3 separate regions of the Mus musculus genome follow, and regions 2 and 3 are each linked to region 1. A link is a contact called in public Micro-C data. All regions are on one chromosome and are shown on one strand. Each heading gives the region's core, a stretch centred on a gene start, on an enhancer-like site or on the middle of the called end of the contact. The rest is flanking DNA. Distances are from core to core; before and after follow the strand shown. Region 1 has its middle 440 kb from the start of Gm25020. Region 2 overlaps Gm31711 (a long non-coding RNA gene). Region 3 overlaps Sugct (succinyl-CoA glutarate-CoA transferase).

The links. A called contact is a pair of places that touch in the nucleus more often than the background predicts.
Region 2: a Micro-C map of the HL-1 cell line shows a contact between it and region 1, with 6 times the contacts expected there. The contact joins two enhancer-like sites. A contact is called at or near these places in 7 of 484 Hi-C or Micro-C datasets (the AML12 cell line, the HL-1 cell line, adipose-derived mesenchymal stem cells and 2 more), 3 of 115 datasets of contacts at active chromatin or transcription factors (astrocytes, embryonic fibroblasts and embryonic stem cells) and 1 of 9 other capture datasets (embryonic stem cells).
Region 3: a Micro-C map of embryonic fibroblasts shows a contact between it and region 1, with 8 times the contacts expected there. The contact joins two enhancer-like sites. A contact is called at or near these places in 1 of 15 datasets of contacts at CTCF or cohesin (the NIH/3T3 cell line) and 1 of 484 Hi-C or Micro-C datasets (embryonic fibroblasts).

The regions. Positions count from the first base shown.
Region 1 is chr13:16,759,378-16,763,487 of GRCm38.p6, reverse strand. No RefSeq gene overlaps it. Among named protein-coding and RNA genes, the nearest start is that of Gm25020, 440 kb to the left of the region's middle. Within about 2 kb of position 1,822, at least 76 of the 459 cell types and tissues checked have an H3K27ac peak or open chromatin away from gene starts, as enhancers often do. A contact at or near this core is called in the HL-1 cell line and embryonic fibroblasts, where this site is marked.
Region 2 is chr13:16,214,172-16,218,281 of GRCm38.p6, reverse strand. Gm31711 (a long non-coding RNA gene) reads left to right here. Exons shown (of 9, transcript XR_382099.2): 6 at 1-23; 7 at 3,903-4,110. Among named protein-coding and RNA genes, the nearest start is that of Gm31711, 45 kb to the left of the region's middle. Within about 2 kb of position 1,776, at least 11 of the 459 cell types and tissues checked have an H3K27ac peak or open chromatin away from gene starts, as enhancers often do. A contact at or near this core is called in the HL-1 cell line, where this site is marked.
Region 3 is chr13:17,294,970-17,299,079 of GRCm38.p6, reverse strand. The region is part of intron 11 of Sugct (succinyl-CoA glutarate-CoA transferase); the gene reads left to right. Among named protein-coding and RNA genes, the nearest start is that of Gm25020, 91 kb to the right of the region's middle. Within about 2 kb of position 2,014, at least 25 of the 459 cell types and tissues checked have an H3K27ac peak or open chromatin away from gene starts, as enhancers often do. A contact at or near this core is called in embryonic fibroblasts, where this site is marked.

The sequences.
Region 1 (4,110 bases), core at 573-3,072:
CCATACCTCCAACACAGGTAATGGATATGCTGAGCTGTAACTGAGTAAGGTTCATATCCCTTCCCTACACCCAGTCCTGCCTAACTTATAATTTGATAGCTATCTTGCTAGCTGCCAACTCTGTCCAAGATCAACACATGAAACCACCTACTGTTCCCAGGAATGTGGCTTCATAAGGAGGCAATCCCAGGTATCACTCTGTTGCAACCCCTTCACTCCAGGTGGCTGAAACAGAACTGCTGGTTTTTCTTATGGCTCTTTCCCTCTGAGCAGTGATGTAATGCAATTGAAATCTTTGCCCGTTTATTGTCCTATCGCCCATAGCCCTGTGACTCTCTGGTATCCTGAGAAAGGATTGGATTCAATTAAAAATAAAAGCCAAGTCTTATCATTAGCATGTCATTTGCGTCTATTTTCTAGGTTTGACTCGCCCATACTCGGGTATCTTTAGTCTTTCTCTTGCTTCCTGGATCCCCCACTGAAGCCATATGTATCTGCTTGTAGCCAGTGCAACTGAGCTCCCCAAACACAGATTCCCATGAAAACTGAACAAAAGAGGAGGGGAGAGGCAGAGCATGTTAAATGTCTCATTAGGCCTTCTGTCTGATTCTCATTAGATTCGCTGACTGCTTCTCATTAGGCCCATTGCCTCGACTTCTTTCAGGCCCTGAATATGTAGGCCAGTGCTTATTGTCATGGTTGGTCGAGAAGATCTATTTCATTTATTCATAAATTGAATGTGGCTTCTGAAAAGTCCCAGGCAGTTTCTTTTGGCAGTGTTAAGGCAGGCTTATTGTTGTTATTTGTTATTTTTCGAGTCGTCCTAGGCAGGGTGGGCAGAAGTAATAACTTAAAAGACGCAGCCGAAAACTTCAAACACTGCTTCAGAATTAGGGCACTGGGGAATCATCATCGCAGCCAAAAGGCCAGCCTCCCGTGTGGACATGTGCAACAGGGCCTCATGAACCAAGTCATCAATACTGCAGTGCTCAGCAAGTACACAGCACGGGGATAAGGAGAATGCAGGGGAAGAGTGGGGCCTGGACATGACTAAGCTGCAATCCCCGTCCTTCTGACCATTGCAGAGCATGCACACAGTGTTGAAAAAAGAGGCAAATAACAGCATTAATAAACTGCTGTACTGTTTAACACTCTGCAAGATATGCACATGCAGCATTAGCATATTGTAAAGACATCAGTTCCATGTCAGTATTCAGCACAGCCGAACAAGTGGCTGCTGGAGAAATCTCTCATGAGATAGCAGGTGGTTCACAGAACTTAGAACTGATTACATGCTGGTCATGATAGAGTGGACATCACTTTGGAGTCTCATGGGAGAGACATGTTTCCAGTAATGCAAAAAAGACTAAAGAGCCTTTCCCAAGAGTGTAAAAAAAAAAATCAGTTTTACATGTTTTCTCTACTCTTGATTTCCTCCTTAATGTTGGCTTCCTATTTTGGGTGAACACGGTGTGTATCCAACCTTTACTCTGAGAGCCATTTGATGCACCAAATCAGAGACTGTTTCCTCCCAAAGTTGTCTTTCCCCAGACTTGGAAGGCTGAAGGTAGAACTTTAATAACCCTCAGAAAGCAGATGTTTTTCTTTCAACTAAATGTCTGAAGTGAAGTGTGTTTAATATGGCTTTATACAGGAAAGTCAAACTGCTCAAAAGAATATTTTTGTAAGAGTAGACATCAATACAAGATTTGAACTTTCTTTCTGTTCCATTTCTCCACCCAGAGGCAAGAGAAGAGATGTCTCCATATATGGCCTTCTCCTCTATCAGGAAGCCGGGCAAGTCCTCCCCAAGGAGGAAGGACCATGACTCACTAACAAGGCCAGGGTGGGGTCCCTGTCAGATACATTCCAGCTGCTGCATAAGCTGGAAAGGCATGATCACTTCTTTGTGGCTTTTGTTCAAGTATGCAGTGTCCTACTCGGAAGATGGCACTGGAGTCACGTGTTCTGTGCCTTTGGAAGAATGTTTTACTTAGCATACAACTATATCAATGGAGTCATGTCTTTCTGTATGCTGCCTTTGTGCCAGGCTAAATGGTCAGCGTTTAAAGGGACAACATGGACAGTGGAAATTAGCACCTATTGTTAGGATAGGGCGTGGTCATTCCAAAGATGCTTGTCTGAATCCTCCCCTACTCACAGTACCGACTTCTAAGAAAGCTTCAGCATAGTTGGTGAGCTGCCCTCACTCTGGGGGAAAATTTTTGGAGGACTTGACCTCTGAACATGCCAAGATATGTGTACAGTCTATTGCAATGTTCATTCACAATATTCACAAACAAAACCTGTTTGCCTTTCAAGTAGCTCCACGAATGTACTATGTTAAGTGCTGGTAAGATGACAGGCCTTTGTGCATTCATGAGGCATGCTTATTGGTGCCTCTGAGCCATGGTTGTGAGGATGAAATAAAAATTTGGCTCCAAAGACTTTAGCAGAAAACCCAGTTCAGAGGCAGGCTAGAACAATGGGCTGAAAATGATCTTGGTCTTTCAAGTATCCAAACTTTCAGGGTAAGAACCTGATCTCCCAGAAAGTATTTCCTTCATTGCCAACTGTAGAGAATCACTGAGAAACTAATTAAAGAATTTGAATCTCATTCCCTCTTTAGTTAGCTGACCCTCGACCAGGGGCAAGATTCCAAACAAAGGCACTCTGAGCCAACAAGATATAGAATGAGGCTCATCAGCGTACACAGGCTGTATGCTCTTGGTCTCCTCTTTCAAAGAGTTACCTAAGTGCAAACTACCCTACCTGTTTTTTGTTTTTTGTTTTTTTGTTTTTTTTTGTTTTTTTGTTTTTTTTTTTAAACAAGGAAGAGCCATCAGAAATAATCAAGTTTGAAGTTCCTGAAAGTTATTCATTTATTGGATTCGACTTCCTACCCTTGCCTTGAATTCCAGGAGCCAGTTCAAGACAGTGAGTTCTCACGGAAAATTAAGTACATTTGCAAAGGTGCTTAGAGAAATATTCTTGTTTCAGGTTTCAGACTCTCAAGAGGATAGTAGTCATTGATTTCCAGCCTTAAAACAATGATAAAGACTTCCAGATATGAATGGGCTTCTATGGAACCTAGCCAGTCTCCCTGAGAGCCTCCTGTTGTAAAATGTTTGGTTTTATTCTGGATACCCACCCTCTCTTCCTTTAGTTCTCCTCCACTTTTTAAGGTCACCTCACTTGGCAGCCACCCTGGTGATCACACAGAATGGCATTTATTGACTGAATAGTTGCCTTATTGAAGAGTAACTACTTTAAGATTGTGAAATTATTTCTGAAAGTTACATGATTATCTACTGAAGCAAATACCTCTGTGATAACATATATATTTATTAGTCAGATATGCAGTAGTCATAAACCTAGAGAAGAGGGGCCCTGTGGGATCTCCAGAAAGAAGTACATTTTACTGATATCAAAAGGTATTAGGCTTACAGATTCAAATTAATTTTAAAACTAATGAGAAGAAACAAATATTAGTTTAGTTTAAAACACATTTTATTTCTTTGTGGCTGATAAAATGAAGGTTGGCATGAAAACCATCACAGGAGAATAATGAGTGGATCACATTGTTCAGACAGCATATTGTCCTGACTTATTGTTACATTGCTGATAAGTCTGAGTGATTCTGGCTGAACCATTTAGATTGCTATCATTTAACAGGGTTTTCCAAAGGGATTTTGCACTTGGGAAAGACCTTAATCTAGAATAAAGTTATACACAAGAGTGGCCATGTATAAATGAAAGTTGATACAGGTTTAGAGTCAGAAAGGAAGACATCAAGTTCCTCTCTCGGATGGAGAGTATGGCTCTCACTGACAGAATGTATAGGATGACACCTCGGAAACTAGATGCAATGCTTTGGCAAATTTTCTAATTTCCTCATTTTAGAGGCATATTGTCCAGTGCCAGAAAGATTCTCTTGCAAAAGACCAAACATTTGACTTTGAACTTTTGGTGAAAGATTTAATGTGTAGTGATCAATGAGCGAAACCATTATGCAACACTAGAAATATGCAAAAAGTTAAGGTGGAAAGGGGGAATTAATATTCTTAAATTATTTGAACATGACAGCATGGAATTCACTTTAAGTAAAAA
Region 2 (4,110 bases), core at 527-3,026, 550 kb after region 1:
TGGAGCGACAGAAACATACAAAGGTACAATATAAGAATTGGCTCCATAAACATGGCCCTTAGTCCTAAAGACACTAAGTTTGCCTTGCTTTGGAGAGTACTAGCTTAAATGTTGGGGGCTTATGATCATGTTGGCTTTCTGAAGTAGAGGCACAGTCTGAATACTTTTCCTTGCAAGTCCTTTTTATTCTATTATTTTAAATTAAAATATAATGACATAATTTTCTCCCTCTCTCTTCACTCCAGTCCCTTTTGTGTCTTCCCTGCTTCCTCTCAAATTTATCGTCTCTTACTCTATTATTATTATTATTATTATTATTATTATTATTATTATATACATACAACAGTTGATTGAGTCCATTTAATGTTTTTAACCTGTATATGTTTTTAAATAACTATTTGATATTGAACAAGAATGTAGGAGGCTCATTGCAAGGGAAAACTAGGTCTCACCTCTCAACAGTCATTAACTGCTTTTCTTCTAGATGTGGAGGCCAGTTCATTTTCCCCATCTACCATTTAGGGATGTTAATGTGTGGTATCATCATTCAGGTCTTGTTTTACACAGCCATATTATTGTAATTGCATGGTGCATCTTACCTATCATATATTATACATGATATATCATGTATTATATATGATATATAATATATAATTGTTATATATTATTATGTGATATCATATTATTATATCATCATTATAATATTATATAGTATTATATTATTATATAATATTATAATAGATAGGTTTGACACTTATCTATTAGACCTCCATCTATCTATCATACTTAATAAATTTTAACTCTAAATGGATCAAAGTCCCCAATGTGAAACTTGAAAGTTGAAATCTTTTCCCATTTTATGAACACGACTTTATTCACACAAGAAGTAAGGCCAACAACTGATAATTTCCTCATAAAACTGAAAAGGTTCTGTACATGTAAGAAAACAATCGTCCTATGAGGCAGAAAACACAAAGCCTATTCTCTGAAGACGAGCTTTCACAGTATCCGAAGGCAGTATGCAAGCCACTAAAGGAAAAAAGGATTTAGGAATCTTACATGACTGTGATCCACAACAATGAACACCATGGCCCTATAAAGGCACATATTTGGAAGTAATCAATGAAATTCTTTTAATATGCTATTGTGGGACTGTGAGAGACAGCCCGTTTTCTGGTTGAGCTATGTTTAAACCCTGGAGACCTAGCTGGTGTTCTTTGCCACGTTCCCAGACACTGGGCTCCTGACACGAGGCCCCAGCTCTCCATAGTTCTGTGGCCATCCCTCACATAGGGCAATTCCCCACACACCTCCACAGGTAGAGGATGTGACTACAGCTCAAGTGAACTCAAGACAAATCTCTGTGTTAATGAGCTCCCTAAAGGTCTGAAGGGCTTTGTCAATTAAGCTCTCCTTCCCAGAGACTGCTCCCTGCAAAAAGTATTTAACCTCCGGCCTGCCCTGAGAAAGTGGGGTACAGTTTCACTCATCACAACTCTCGACCATAGCAATAAATGCTTTAAAACCATGGACTGTCTCTTGGAGCAGATCTTCCTCTAAAGAGCAGTGCCCAATCTCCCACACGCAGCCTCTCTGTGTTCTCAGCCAACATAGTCTCCACCAAGCCAAGCCACTCTACAGAGTAAGCCAGGGACACTCTCCTCCTAGCCGGAACCAGCCAGGGCTCTCTCCTCTAGCCCTTTCCCTTTCTGTCCCAGGCTATGGGTCCTGCGGCTTCTCACAGTCCAATGTGTGTAGTCAAACTTCCTGTCCAACTTGGCCCAGCAGCCCGAGCCCTGGGCCAGCCACAGGTCACCCATGTTAACCCATATGTTATGTCTAATGTCATACTTCACCATTTGATTTTTGTTATGAATCACAAATGATTCATAAATATTTTAACTAGTGAGAACTGACATTAACTATAGCCTGACACTTTCAGGACTCAGTATTTTCTTCCCTCGTATCTACTCTCGACAGTGTTGATTATTTGGACAGCAAATATGATCATTAAAGATAAGTGCTTTGAATTTACCCTCTGACTTGCTCATCTCTTGTAATCAACTAATGAACAAGCTTACTTTCTAAAATCATCTAGAGACCACTGCATTTATATAGGCTGTGAGTATAGTTCCTCTCTTTTACATCACTTCTCAAGAGGTCTTTCTCCCTAATATACTAGATAATATTCTCCACACTAGGCAATGCCAACTAAGACATAGATCTGAATGAAATACCTCCAACTTATGTCCTAAGTTTAAGTCTTTACCCACACTCACGATCCTCTCTCACTTCACCCTTCCTATAGCTCTTCATCTGCCTGGCCATATACCATGCTATTATATGGTACTATGCATACATGGTATGACTTATGTTTCATTATCATGCCTCTTACATGCTGCCTCTCCATGTGCAACATTCACACTGTTTTGACTAACTATATTAAGTATCTTGTTCATCCATGAAGAGTCCCTTCCCTTCTAAGACTAATTTATCCTACCCTAACTTCCTTCATTTTAGTCTTTGTTTTTATTGAAAATTGATTTTATACACTATATTCTGGTCATCATTTCCCAAACTCCTCTCAGAGCCTCCCTACCTCTTGCCCAACTCTCTCTCTCTCTCTCTCTCTCTCTCTCTCTCTCTCTCTCTCTCTCTCTCTCTTCCTCTCCTCTCCTCTCCTTTCAATCACACACACACCCATTTTTAAAAAATCAGGTAGCTAAAATAAAGAATAAAGACAAACAGCTGGGCAGTGGTGGTGCATACCTTTAATCCCAGCACTTGGGAGGCAGAGGCCGGTGGATTTCTGAGTTCAAGGCCGGCCTGGTCTACAGAGTGAGTTCCAGGACAGCCAAGGCTACCTGTCTTGAAAATAAAAACCAAAAAAAGAAAGAAAGAAAGAAAGGAAGGAAGGAAGGAAGGAAGGAAGGAAGGAAGGAAGGAAGAAAGGAAGGAGAAAAACAAACAAACCAAAAACAAACAAAAAAAAAAAAAAGGAAAAAAGAAAAGAAAAAAAGTCAAAGAAAAAGCTCCAGAAACACAGACAGACCCAGGGACACACACTCACATACACAAAAACCCATAAAATATAAAATTAGATATCACAATATATAAGTAAGAAACATATAAGTTAAAACATGCCCAGCCAAAGCATAATGAAGCAAACAAGAAAATATCTCCAAACCATATCATTAAGTTTGTTTTGGGTTGGCCAGACTAGTATCAGAAAAATGGTACCTGATGAACATCTCTCTTAAATAAATGAGAATATCTTTGTATTTTTAGAACCTTGCATGGTTCCCAAAAATAGCAAGGATCCAAATCAATATTTTATGCTACCTAGTTATACAGCATTCCTAATAAAAGCAATAAACATTCAATGAGCACTCACCACGTGCTAAACAGCTTATACACATTGTCTCACTGAAGTCTTACCGCAACCCTATGACACAGATCCGTATCTTCAGTTACAAGAAATTTGAGACCTTAAAAAATCAGCAACTTTCCCAAGGTCAGTAAGCAGTAGGGCAGAAATTCAAACGTCAGTGCCCCTGATCTTATAATGTGTGTTTTCTACCTCAAAAATCAATTATGACCACATGTTTATTTCGCTTGATATTATATACTTTTTCAGACTAGTTTATTTTAACCTAAGTAGCATCTGCACTCTGGGCATAAAAGATACCAATTTGATAGATGGTATTAAAACTGTGCGTTACATGTATCTTGCAGTTAAGTCTTTTAGAATGAAGGAAAAATGATGTTATATGTGCTTGGCTGATTGGTCTAGAAAAGACAGATCTATGAAGTACCCATGCTTGTCATAGCCTTGGAGACTTTTTTTTTTTTTAAGGAGGTTTTTGGCTCATTTTGATTTGTTTCGCTTGTTTGTTTTTTAGCTTTCATTTGGAGGTCACAGATCCAGTGTCAGGTGCTGCCATGGGTTTCTTCTCTGGTGAGCATCTCACTATGAGAGTGGAGAAAGGTATAGCAATCAGCCAATCAAGAAGCCAGAGGGACATGTGGACAGACTTCTTTTTAAATAACCATGGTATATCAAGAGCTGCACTCCTGCTGCTGATCAGAGTACCCTGTGATCTGAGCACC
Region 3 (4,110 bases), core at 765-3,264, 540 kb before region 1:
CCCCCCAACGGTAAGACTTTACTCAGTAGGGCCAGTAAATCACCTTGTTAAGGAACCACCCCACAAACAGGTGGGTTCAGTTTATGCCATGCTAAAGAGATAGGAGAGATAATTATCCTCTTAATAAGACTCTGCACTTTGTCTCCCCGGAGTTCTTATTCTCTATATAGTTGTCATGAATTCTCTGATTCAGAAAGGTGCAACTTTTCCTTTCTCTTCGTTTTCTTTTGGATATTGGCCAGGACCTAAGCTAACTTTTTAGACCCTTGGACGTTTTAGCTCTTTATCTTACGGTGCCTCCCTATTCCTCATCTTGCTGAACCTCCATACCTAGCCCCCAGGTCCTTGTGTTCCTGCTTTTTCATTCTGCCTCACCTCCAGGCAGCTACTGAGGTTTACAGCTAGACTGCCTGTGGTTTTTCTAGTAGGTGCTAATAAAATTGTCCCCGACCTTTCATCTGAATTGTTCTTAAGGTTTTGTTCTTATTAAGAAGACTAAGAACCCTGAGAGAAAGCTCAATTTCCCTTGTAACATTTAGTACTCAATACTGGACTCTCTTAAATTTGTTTACTTGCTCATTCACTCACTCATTTATTTTTACAAATATAGAATACCTACGACATACTAAGGACTGGCATAAAAATATAGACAAAATGCCCAGCTCCCTGCATGCTTGCAGACTTTCTAGAAGACAGTTCTTGCAGTTGTTTTGAGCATGTTTTTCATATAATGTTTTCTTTAAAAAAAAAAAACCTTCTTTTTGCTTCAAAAAATATTACAACTGGAGTGCATTAACCATTTATTGTCTTTTTAAATATATTAATATAAATGTTATATTTTTCTAGTATCTGCCAATCCCTCTTGAATTGGAAGTATATTTTTAGATCAAAAGTTACATCAACATGTGAATATAGCAGGGGTTTGCCTGTTGTCTATTATGAAAATAGGTACTTTTCTTATGTGCCTACATATATGCTCATCTTTAGAATATGTCAAACTAGGGCTGCATTTCTGAGAATGAACTAGCAGTACAGATAACTCTTAAAATAAACTAAAAATAAACTCTAGGCATGATGGACTCATAAGAAACTCAGTTCCTGCACTCAATTTGACACCCCAAACTGGGAACTGAGGCATTACCAGACTTTTACAAGTGTGTGCTCCTCAGTAGACATATGGATTTCCTACTGTGGTTCATAATCTTCCAAGAATTTTCCTTGGCAGTGACTATTTCCATCTTTGCCACAGTAGGATTCATGTGAAGTCTGCAGAATCAGGAATTCCCTTTGTACACAGTGGAATTCTTAGACTGCTCAAAGGGCCTGTGGGAGGTTTTCTTTGACTGTTCTCTTGGAGTACCTTTGGAGGCCTTCTCTGAGACTCAGCTGCCTGCTTTGGTCATCAAGTGTTTCTGTAGCCAGCACACACAGTTCCCTCCAGGCCTCTCAGGTGTTCCTAAGTCCCCACTGTGCCTGCCAGCAAATCGTTTTTTTTTTTTTTTTTCTTTTTGTAATATGGAAGACATTCCCCTTGAGCTTGCCATTTTATCCTGAGTGTTACAGAAACTCTGTTTACCCAGCTGCTAATGTTGAACACCAGGTAAAGCTAAAACTTATTAAACCTTAGCTAAAGCCCAAAGAGTCCAAGTTACAGATTGGTCCAGGTTCTGGCAAGCACAAACACATCCCATCTTTGTGATGCTCAGGAACAACAGACTCAACTTGTGTGACTTGTAGATAGGACCACAAGAGGGAAGTCTTTATGTGTGTTCAGTCCAAGAAAAGGGGGATGGAGACGATGTGTAGTAGTTTGGAGAGAAATATCAGGAAGCCCTGAAATGAGACTGAAGGAATGGAGAACAATGGCGAAAGTAGAAACAACATTCATAGCATTCCCTGCCTCCCTCCTGCATTACTAACATTCTTTGGCCTTTGCCTAGATACCCTGGTGCAGCAGACATTGGGGTGAAATGTGAAGCCTTGGCTTCTGAGGAGTTCCTGGTGTAATTACGAGAGCAAATACATAAAGCAGTGAATGACTCCACACTAGCAGTGTGTGGCTAGGGCCAGGGTGGCCAGTGTGCTGTGGAGCTTAAGAGAAGGGACTAAATGCTTCAGCCAACGTCAGCCAGGGAAGACTTCCTGGAGGCAGTTCCACTTGTCATGAATCTTGAAGGACAGATGGAGTTAAGTGGGGGAAGGAAAGGTTTTTTTTTTTTTTAAAAAAAAAAAACAGAAATATTTATGTGAGCTAATTTTAAAGACTCAAAAAAAAAAAATACTGAATGAAGAAAAAAAATGTGGTTTGGAATGACATGGGTATTAACTTTTAAACGCTGGGAAACTGTTACTAATGTAAAGCCAGTGTCTCTTGGATTCAGTCCAGAAAGTCATTGTTAAAAGTGCTGTGCTGCTTTCTCATGAGCAAAAGCAACAGTCTGCACAGTGCTCCAGCCATCGCTGGCTGATTCGATCCCTTAAATGATGTCTCAGGGGCAGGGCTGTGAGCTTACTTAATTTTAGAGTTTACTATAGTGAATCATTGTGAGATTAAATGTTCCATTTTAGGGATTTCTAAAAAGTGGTGATAAATGTTTTTGGAATTGAATTAAGAATTTATTTTTTAAAAATTCCTCTAATTATCTAATTGTCACCATGTTTTTTTTTTAAATAGATATGTACAAAATTTTTGAGGCTGGAACCTGGAACATAAATTCAGTGTTAAAAGAGGGACTATAAGCTCAAAGGTACCTGATTTAATATTAGTTAACCAGAATAAAGCAAAACCAGCAACACTGACATCTTGTGTGAGGTCCATGATCCCCATGCCAGGAGACTGAAGAGAACTTGAGGACACTCAGGTAGTTAGGACCTCACTCACTCTGACTAGGGTTGCGAAGCAGGCAGGGACTCAAACACATGCTGCCACACATAGGCTGTGTACAGGTAGGCAGCACACAGGCTTACAGACAGATACAGTCAGTGTGGCAAAGGCATAGCCTCAGTCAAAGGCCCAGGCCTCCCACCTCAAAGTCATATTTATACAGAGTCACACAAAAATGATGTTCTGTCAAAAGTAGTTATATAGCAGATTATAGTACTGTTGCTTTTAGAGTGTTCTGGGAACAGAATCAGCCATTTTGTGCTGACTCTTAAAAGTGTTTTTGAGCTTTGTTTCTCATACTCATTTGAGTCTCTGAAATTCAATACATGATCTTTCAGAGAATACAAGAGTCAGTGTACAACAGAGCTGTCACAGTAGAGTTGAATTGGCTAAATAGGGATGATTGCAGTGTTAAGGCCAACAAAGCCAAGGAAAAACTGTAGAGACTCATGCTCGTACAGTCAGAGAACCTAAACTGGAGGCCATGGTCTCCTAACGCTCATCTTGAACCAGTACTCTGAGTTTCCTGAGTCTCAGGTTTTTGTAAGTTAGGGACATGTGACAATGCCTACACCACAGTGAGCGCTATTACCAAGGTACAAACTGTGAAGCAGATTCCATTGTGTAGCATAAGCTACCCGCCCAGGCTGTTGGAAGATATATTGTTACTTTTGTATTATTATGACATACTTGAAAAATGACATTTTATGACCAAATGGACATACTTGACAGACAGCAAGAGAGGAATTATTTAAATGTTTGGTTTGAATTTTCAAAGCATTTCAGTCTACCACAGTAGAAAAAGTATAGTAGAATAGCTCTGTTCATGGTGATAGGAGAGTGGGGTAGAGGCCATTCAAATCGTGGAAAAGAAAGCAGAGAAGACAGGAAGCAGAGCCAGGGATACCTTGTAAATTTCAGACATTTTTAACTTGGGAAGCCATATTTCCCCAAAGAATCAAAAGCCTACTTAAAGAGCACTTCCAACTGGGATACACATTTAAAACAGGAGCCTATGACAAATATTTCAAACCATCACACAGAAATACCTCAATCTTCAAGAATCATCAATTATGGTATACCTTTATTTTGTTTTTTAGAGACAGGATTTTGCTATGTAGCTCAGGATAGCCTTGAACTCATAGTAATCTCATCTAAGTCTCTTGAGTACTAGAATTACAGCCATTGCCACATTGACCAATTCTGATAGTTTTTTTTAAAAAATA